Regions from separate parts of the Hordeum vulgare genome. Here region 2 is linked to region 1. The links are chromatin contacts, called in public Hi-C maps. All regions are on one chromosome and are shown on one strand. The core of a region is the stretch at or near the end of the contact, and the rest is flanking DNA. Distances in the headings are between cores, read along the strand shown. Region 1 holds the start of LOC123424901 (protein HIGH CHLOROPHYLL FLUORESCENCE PHENOTYPE 173, chloroplastic). Region 2 holds the start of LOC123424905 (condensin complex subunit 1).

The links. Hi-C and Micro-C count contacts between places; a contact is called where the count stands out from the background.
Region 2: a contact with region 1 is called in a Hi-C map of seedling, with 3 times the contacts expected there. The contact joins the promoter of LOC123424905 here to the promoter of LOC123424901 in region 1. A contact is called at or near these places in 1 of 6 Hi-C or Micro-C datasets (seedling) and 1 of 1 datasets of contacts at active chromatin or transcription factors (embryo).

What each region holds. Positions count from the first base shown.
Region 1 is chr2H:55,617,438-55,621,603 of MorexV3_pseudomolecules_assembly, forward strand. It overlaps LOC123424901 (protein HIGH CHLOROPHYLL FLUORESCENCE PHENOTYPE 173, chloroplastic), which reads right to left and starts at 1,856. Exons shown (of 17, transcript XM_045108593.1): 1 at 1,627-1,856; 2 at 1,044-1,250; 3 at 788-949; 4 at 582-632; 5 at 1-104. The coding sequence starts at 1,839. It overlaps TRNAQ-CUG (a tRNA gene), which reads right to left and starts at 1,419; the gene lies at 1,348-1,419.
Region 2 is chr2H:55,893,813-55,897,978 of MorexV3_pseudomolecules_assembly, forward strand. LOC123424905 (condensin complex subunit 1) reads left to right here and starts at 1,892. Exons shown (of 17, transcript XM_045108597.1): 1 at 1,892-2,127; 2 at 3,814-4,139. The coding sequence starts at 1,980.

The sequences.
Region 1 (4,166 bases), core at 606-3,105:
CCTTCCTTTGGACCTACTATGACTGAAACTGCATTGATTACTTTCTTGATCCCTTTGAAGTACTTAGGATCGAGTGTGTCTCCCTTTGTAACATCGCCTATAATCTGAAATAGATATTCATATATGGATGACATGATGCTTCGCGGTTAAGTATTGACTGTAATATTAAGAAAAATATATGCCATAAGCAGAGAATTCAGAGGATCCATTCTGGATATATGCATCAACTTCAAGCTTCATTATCAACAGTTAACAGCTTTTCAGCCCCACGAAAAGAACTAACAGTTTTTTAACATGTGACAATGAGGTATATTGTCATTACTAAATAGTACTCCCTCCGTCCTGAATTAGTTGTCTCAGATTTGTAACGTGTCTAGATACATCCATATCTAGGCAAATCTAAGACAACTAATTTGGGACGGAGGTAATATTATGTAATGTCATTGAACACTGCCGGTCGTCATTATCTGTGATGGTTCATATTGTTGCTTGATCTCTCTGAACTAACCGTCTAATCATAACTGATAGAAATATTCCACACCGAAACACGGCACATAATCTAACTAAAATAAGTGACATACCAAGTCCACATCTGGCCCCAACATTGTCCTCGCCTTCTCTGCATTTCTAACCTGAATGAAAAATGAAATAAATATTTGAGAGACGGAGCTCTAAGGAAAGCGAGAAAATGAAATGGAACAGGGAGCAACACACTCCCTGATGGAATCAAATGGCAAAATAGATATTGTAGTTCACAAAACAGAAAGTAGGTGGAAATGTGGAATACCAATACTCGGACAGGCACCCCCTTCTTCCGCAGGACATCGACGACTCTCCGTCCGACACCGCCGGTGGCTCCAGTGACAAGCACCACATCAGAAGTCTCTGCTTTCTTCGGCGCCTCAGTGGGAGCAGAGGCTGTGATGCTGCTCATTATGGACTCCACAATCTAAAACCAAACAAATGCATAAGCACAAGCCCAGCTCAGAGACACTGCAGTATTATTAACAAAAGAGGGGGAAATGTCAAGTTAGTGGCAAGACCTTGAGAGGATTCGGAGGCCCGTTGAAGAAAAATAGAGTCTTGGCGAACCTGCCGATATCCCAAGACTGCTTTCCGGCCAAGGCGATTACAGCTCTCCTCGACAACCGCGATGATGTTGGGCTGTAGATCAGCTGAGAGGATTGCCTTGAACCGAGGAAATGCGCCTTCTGGGTTGTTCTTGTGGAGCAACCAGCAGCGAATTCCCCCTGATATTGACCGAAAAAAAATGACTAACACGTTACAGTGATGTAACTTGTACCGGTAGTAAGCATTGACTGCATTACTGAGCTGAGCAAAAAAATAAGGTCCCACCGAGACTTGAACTCGGGTTACTGGATTCAGAGTCCAATGTCCTAACCGCTAGACCATGGGACCTTTGGTGCACAATAACTCCTAGAAGAGCTAAAAATTACTATTTCATTTGAAGCGGTGATAAAAGATTTGCCGGATCTCAGGGACTAGGAAGAATTGATTTTTCTACCATCTACAAGAACAGGAAGAGGTTCCAGAGGGGAAAACCTGGCCGACTTTTGTAGAGCTTGTGCGGGTTAGGAGATGAGGAGGGAAGGAGAGTTGACTCACCCGAGGGCTGGCGAGGACCGGAGGAGAGACGCCGCAGCAGGAGGAGGAGGAGGAGGGGCAGTTCATCTTCAGTTCTTGGACGGACGGCGCGGCGAGGGAATGGAGCCGGGCAGCCGGTGCTTTATCGCACGCACGGCGTCGGCGATGGCGATTCCGATGGTACTGGAGGCAGGGGTTGGACCGGGAGAGACCCCCGCGGCCACACAAAATCATGTGGTCTGGTGAGCCCACGTGGCTCGGCCTGCAGCCTACGAGTAGCTCGCCCGTTTCCGACCCGAGCCAGCCGTCTTGATCAGTGCCACGAGCCGCTGTGCGAGCCTCGGGCTGAGCTGGCGCGCTGCAGTGCTCGTCTATTCGAGGAGTAGCCTTTTTCTGTTTTTTGTTTTTGTTCTTTGACTTTCTTTCTTTTTGCGAATGTTTGCTTTCACTTTTGAAGTCAAAATTAAACCTGTGCTGTGAATATGCAGAATTTCATGTTACTAATAAAAAATTGGAACAGGTAGCTCTACATATTGCTAAAAATGGTTATTGTAATGCAAAACGGTCATATTTGAAACGAAAAGCGTAGAATGAAACAAATATTGCATCAGAAAATATTGGACAGCATTTCCTTTCACTTTTGGACAGAAAAACGAGAACACATCCAAAGCAATATAAAAAATATCCAAAATGAGAAAATATCCAAATTTCATATAAAAAATGACAACATATCTTTTTTAGGCCGGGCAATCGGACGCGTGGCCAAGCCGTGAGGACGAAATCCGTTTCATCTCTAGACAATCTAATTGTAGGAGTCATCTCGCAGTGTTTCATCTCTAGACAATCTAATTGTAGGAGTCATCTCGCAGTGGCCATCCTCGTAGGCGGAGCTTGAGCATAATCCAAGAGGGGGCCATTAGCTAAAGGGAAGAAAATTAATAAAGAACGAGGCGGAAGGAGGGGCTAATCTCTTGTTTAAACACTAGTTATGCCTAAAATAAAGCATAGTCTTCAATGAATGCAAAAAATTAAGGGGTGGCCACGGCCCCTGTTGGTCTACACGAAACTTCGCCACTGCTCATACTCTCGTAGTCCACGCACTACGAAACCGGGGACAAGGCAGTCCGGCATTAGGCCAAGCAACCTTGGATGAAACGATTTTGTACAGTGCACAATCGGGCGACCCCGGATGAAATCATATCGTCCAGCACGAGGCCGAGAGGCCCTGGATGAAAAACAACGCTTTATCGATAGTCTGACGAATTATGTTGTGCTAGCAGCAAACAGGTTGCACACATGGACAGTCTCGAAAGGAAATCTCGGATATCTAGATGTATAAAGAATATTGACGAGTGTATTTTGCATCATGTTTTACTTAGTGTTTTTGCTAGTAGATGCAGTTTTTTATATTTTATTATGATCGCTTGTTTGTTAGTGTTTGTTTTCATTAGGATCCCTGGAACCAGGAGACTTAAAGCATTATGAAAAATATCTATATTGGGTGGAGCATGTGTTGATTGATCGTCATAAAAATCTTTCTTACAAAGAGACGCACACAAGAAACAACGTTGCATTTGGCTCTTCAAGAAAGAAGACGACGCGTGGTACGAGTGTGCTTGCTCGTATCAACGGTCATACCACCTGTTGTTGCATTCTCTCCGTCAACTACTTCGACATTGTGCAATCAAATCTCAATACGATGAGCAGCGGTAGAGCTGGGCACCGGGCACCCAGGGCCGAGACCCGGGCATGGAAAATTTTACACGCTAAAATTGTATAGGATTTTCTGCAGACCCGGGATGCAGTCCAAAGAAAGAAAGAAGGCCCAAAGCCTTGCAGCGTTGTTTTACTAGAAACAGATGCATGCTCGAGGCAACCAACCACACAATCTAACTCATACGCACGGGCAATCGTGTGCACGAGCACGAGGAAGAGGAGATGCAACTCTCGTGCGGCGGCTGCCCAGTTCATCTCCAGACTCCAGCGCTCGCGCTGCCGTCCTCCATGGTCTCGCCTCCGCCCCCGACTGCCCCCACCGCCCCCTACTATCGTGCTCCCGGCCGTCGCCCTCCTATCCGGCGCACCACCCCTTGTTGGCTGCTTTGCTGTCGGCTGGTGAACCTTGCATTTTTATTGATGCTTTCCTTCCCCCTCCCCCTATGCATTGTTGGAATTATGCCCTAGAGGCAATGATAAATGAAGTTATTATTATAATTCCTGTATCAAGATAATAGTTTATTATCCATGCTATAATTGTATTGAACGAAGACTCGTTTACACGTGTGGATACATAGACAAAACACCGTCCCTAGCATGCCTCTAGTTGGCTAGCCAGTTGATCGATGATAGTCAGTGTCTTCTGATTATGAACAAGGTGTTGTTACTTGATAACTGGATCACGTCATTGGGAGAATCACGTGATGGACTAGACCCAAACTAATAGGCGTAGCATGTTGATCGTGTCATTTTGTTGCTACTGTTTTCTGCGTGTCAAGTATTTATTCCTATGACCATGAGATCATATAACTCACTAACACCGGAGGAATGCTTTGTGTGTATCA
Region 2 (4,166 bases), core at 642-3,141, 280 kb after region 1:
CCTCCCGGCGGCCTTCTACTATGGCGACCCCTCGCAACTCCTGGCAGCACAGTTACGCCGCTCCCCTGCTCTGCAGCAATTGGCACGCATCCGAAGGTGCGTGAAGAGAGAGCAAGATAGGCTGTGGTGTGCTTCGCGTGTGGATAGGAAGAAAACGGTGAAGGTTGACAAGATATGTTGTGGGGACATGTAGGGTCGGTCTTGACATTTTGGGGGCCCGGGGCGATAGTTAAACCCGGGAGCCTTTAATACAAACATAGAAAAAATTGTTTTGGCCTTGACTCTTTAACATCCAAAAATCTATGTTTATTTAGGTGAATTTTACCACTAAAAAGGGTAAATTTACAAGCATAGCTTGGATTCTCCTTTTAATTTGAACTCCAAAGCACCCATATACAAATTTCTAGGTTATAAATCTTGATCCACTTAACCAAATCAAGAAAACAAGAAAAATGGGATGTTTAACAGGAAGTTATCTACCCGTTTCATGTTGTAATCAAAAAGTGGTTATGTGTGAAAATAGACTAGTTCTTGGGAAACAAAAATCTGCTAAAATTTGCCAAAACAAATCTACCAACCATTGAAAGTACTTGTATAACAACATGGTGATACCTCAAGAACCATTAATCCAAACTGAGCAAATTGGGTTCGATGGAAATGGAATCCATAAACATTATAAATTTTCTTCTCGTGTCATCTCAAATTTAATAAAAATAGTGCAGTTTCCAAAACACTAATCCAATCCAATGATTGAATTATCAAAATCAACGCTCAACATCAGACTTCAATTAACATAAAATAATACTAGGAACTAGGGACTACCAGAAAGGTTACCTCTGAACGGTAGGTCATGGATTTAAAAATCAATAGATATACAATTTCTAATCCATTGTAAGCAGCACTCGTCCGCTCTTAGCGCTTGTTCCTAGCTGTTGCCGCGCATGTAGGTGATGACGCGAGGTGAAAGCACGATGTGAGACGATGATCATGCGATGTCAAGGGTGTTTGATGTGATGCGAAATTCATCCGTCCATCGTGTGCCTACGTCTTGCATGAAACTGGTACATGCTCTTTGACCTGATTTGATGATTTGATTGATCACCCATTTCTTTTCAAGAGATCGTACGTGCATCAAGTCTTACATAATCCAATAACCCACATGGACCAACATAGATTATTTGTACGTACACACAATAGGCCTCAAGCCTTGCTATAACATGAGTCTTTTTTTTTTTAAGAGGAGCCTGGGCTGCTTGCCGTACGTCCTGAGAGCCCTCCTGGAATTTGGGGGCATGGGGCGATCGTCCCCTGTGCCGGCCTTCGGGATATGGTTGAAGACACATGATGGGTGTTGATGCCAGCTTGATCCTGTCCACGCGGATGAAATCTGCACGTTATCAGCTGGTTGAAATCAAGTGTTTTCTCATCTTTTTCACTTCAATCTAGAATTTCAATCTAAGATGTGTCTTCATCTTTTTTCTTCCTCTCGCATATAAGGATACAATTTCATGCAGAATTCTCATGGAGCATCCAAATAACTAGTTTGTACAATTTGTACGTTAGCAACACACGAGATCGTAACATATAATCATTCGCAGAAAAAAAAGAGGCGTAACATATATTTTTATTTTCAATGCATTTTTCTATCGTGCTTTCCCAAAGTGTGAATTTATTATTGAACCATCAAAGCTGGCAGGACCAGTGCAAACTCGGCACTGCCCTTGGGGCCCACGCGTAAGAGAGCGGGCACCAGAAAATTGAGAAAGTCGATCCGACCTCCAGCACAGGCGGGCGGTGGCACCCAGCTAGTGACATGTGGGCCCCCAACCCGACGACCCCCTCACCAAAATTTCACGCCTCCCCGCTCCCCGATTTCGAAATCCTCTTCCCCCCACCCCCTTCCCATTCCCAGCCCGAAGCCAAAACCAAACCCTCCGCGCCTCCGCCTCCGCCTCTCCCCCGTTCCCCACGCCGGCGAGATGGCCCCGCCCTTCGTGTTCCCCTCGACCCTGCGGGATCTGGAGCGCGACGACGACGGAGACGACGAGGGCGAGCCGTCGCTCCGGCCGCACGCCCCCATCGCCGTCACCGCCCTCCGCGCCGCCGACCTCGACGAGTTCGTCAAAGGTACCTGCCCGCTCCAGCCCCCCGCTTCCCCAAATCCTCCGTAGAATACAGCCCATCGGCCCGAGCTTTGCCGGCATCGAGCGTTCCGTAGGTCCGCGGGGGTGCGGCCGCGCTGCCCGATCTGCCTCGAGAGCTCGAGGTTGCAAACCCTAGTTCCCGTAGATTTAGTGTCCAGGGCCCTACCACTCGAGTCTCAGCAAGCGTTCGCAACAGGGTTTTGCGAGCTTTGATGGTTGCATAAATTCGAAAGCCATCTTAGAAATTAATTGTAATAAAACACAGTTAACCGAGCGCTCAAATCCTCAGAGATAAGAGTTCCTGACCGTTGTTTGACATTTCCGGGAATAAAGCTTAACTCGAAATGAGTTATGATGGCCGTCCATCTTAGGACCTGAGTGTCTGGTTGGGATATGGCCCGCGTTCTCCTTCTGAGCTATAACCCGTTTTAGGCTGGTCCTATGCTTCTCCTGATTCTCGAACATTTTGTGTTTGCTCGATTTTCTGGAAGCTGATAGTCTTATGTGCTGCTTTTGGAATGTGCAACATAGTGAAGTAAAGTTATGCTAGTTCAAGCACTGTAGTGTACCTAAGTAATCTTGCTTTTCATTTCTAGAAGGGATCTCCAGTCCTAATGGCTGATACCCGTTAACTTGATTTCAACTTACCCACCACAGTCGCAGGAGTTAGTATTTTCTTTTCTTCCCCTCAAGTTTCAAGTGACCAGATAACTTTGTGTGTTGCTGGTATGGGTTGATTAATATCAAATGGAGGCATCGTTATGAAATGTAGTATTAATTGTTACGACCAGAAATTCCCTAAATGACTTAAACAATGAATTGGTTGCATCCACCCCCAAATTCCTGATGCTTTTTTGATTTTCATCTCCGTTGTTCTCCATGGTTTTTTGGGCTTCCAGATTGGCAAGCCCTGCTTGAGTTGATTTTATTGCTGGTGTTCCTTAAAGAGTACTATCACATTTAAGTTCTTAAGTCATTTTTTGACTCAATCCTTGCTCACATGGACAGAAAACTAGTCCGCACTTAAAATTCTAAGAACGTGTCCTGACCATTTGTGAAAAGTCACTTATCTTTCCAAACCAACACCACCTGTTTTTTAAAAGTCGTCTTGTCATACAAAAGGTTGCCAACTTGCATGTGCTTTAACTGTTTTTTTTATAAGCTAGTTCACATATAGTTTTGTGTGAATCACCCAGGGTTTATTTTGCAAAATACTGGTTACCTTATGTAGTGGAACACTGGAAGTATTGTCCCTTCTTTTTTGAAGGAAACATAATGGAAAATGCCGTGCTGGAAACTATATTTAAAAGGTGAAAATATACAAGAAAAAAGGACAAAAATAATAATGAGATGGTTTTTTCAGGTTCATATGATCACAACTGAAACAGTGTGTCTAATGTTGAAGTAAACTTACTCTATTAGCAAGAGCTTCCAGTACAGCCAGTTAGCTTTCTTTTCCTCGGAGATGTTTTCAGAATTTATTTATCATACTAACAATCAAATGAGCATGTCAACTACTGAGCAAACATTTGCACTACTATTTAAACTCTTTAGATTATTTTACTTTGTCCAATATGAATGTAGTTATTTATTTTGTCAACATGTGTGTGCATCTATTTTTTTCAATATTATTAACTAACGCTTTCTTTTGGTTTGACTAAAATTAAAGGCACATCATTTGATCTGTCTGACAAGGAACTTTTCTGCATCGAGGAGCAGGATGTGTTTAATAACATATACTCTCTTGTGCGTGACTTCACTTTCTTGCCCCCAGCGCTTAAGTTCAACCTTGTTGAGGCCTTGCGCTCCAACCTCAGCGTTCTTCTACCCAACATTCACTCCCTTTCACGAGCTTCCATGTCATCCCCCTCTGATGGGATCCCTATCGCTGACCGCATTGCATCTCACCGCAATGCCCTGAAGATCTATTCCTTTTTCCTCCTCTCCATTGTCCTCGCTCAGGAATCTTCAGCTGATAGTGGCACTGGGGCAAAGGTAATACTTGTCCAAAGCATATGATTC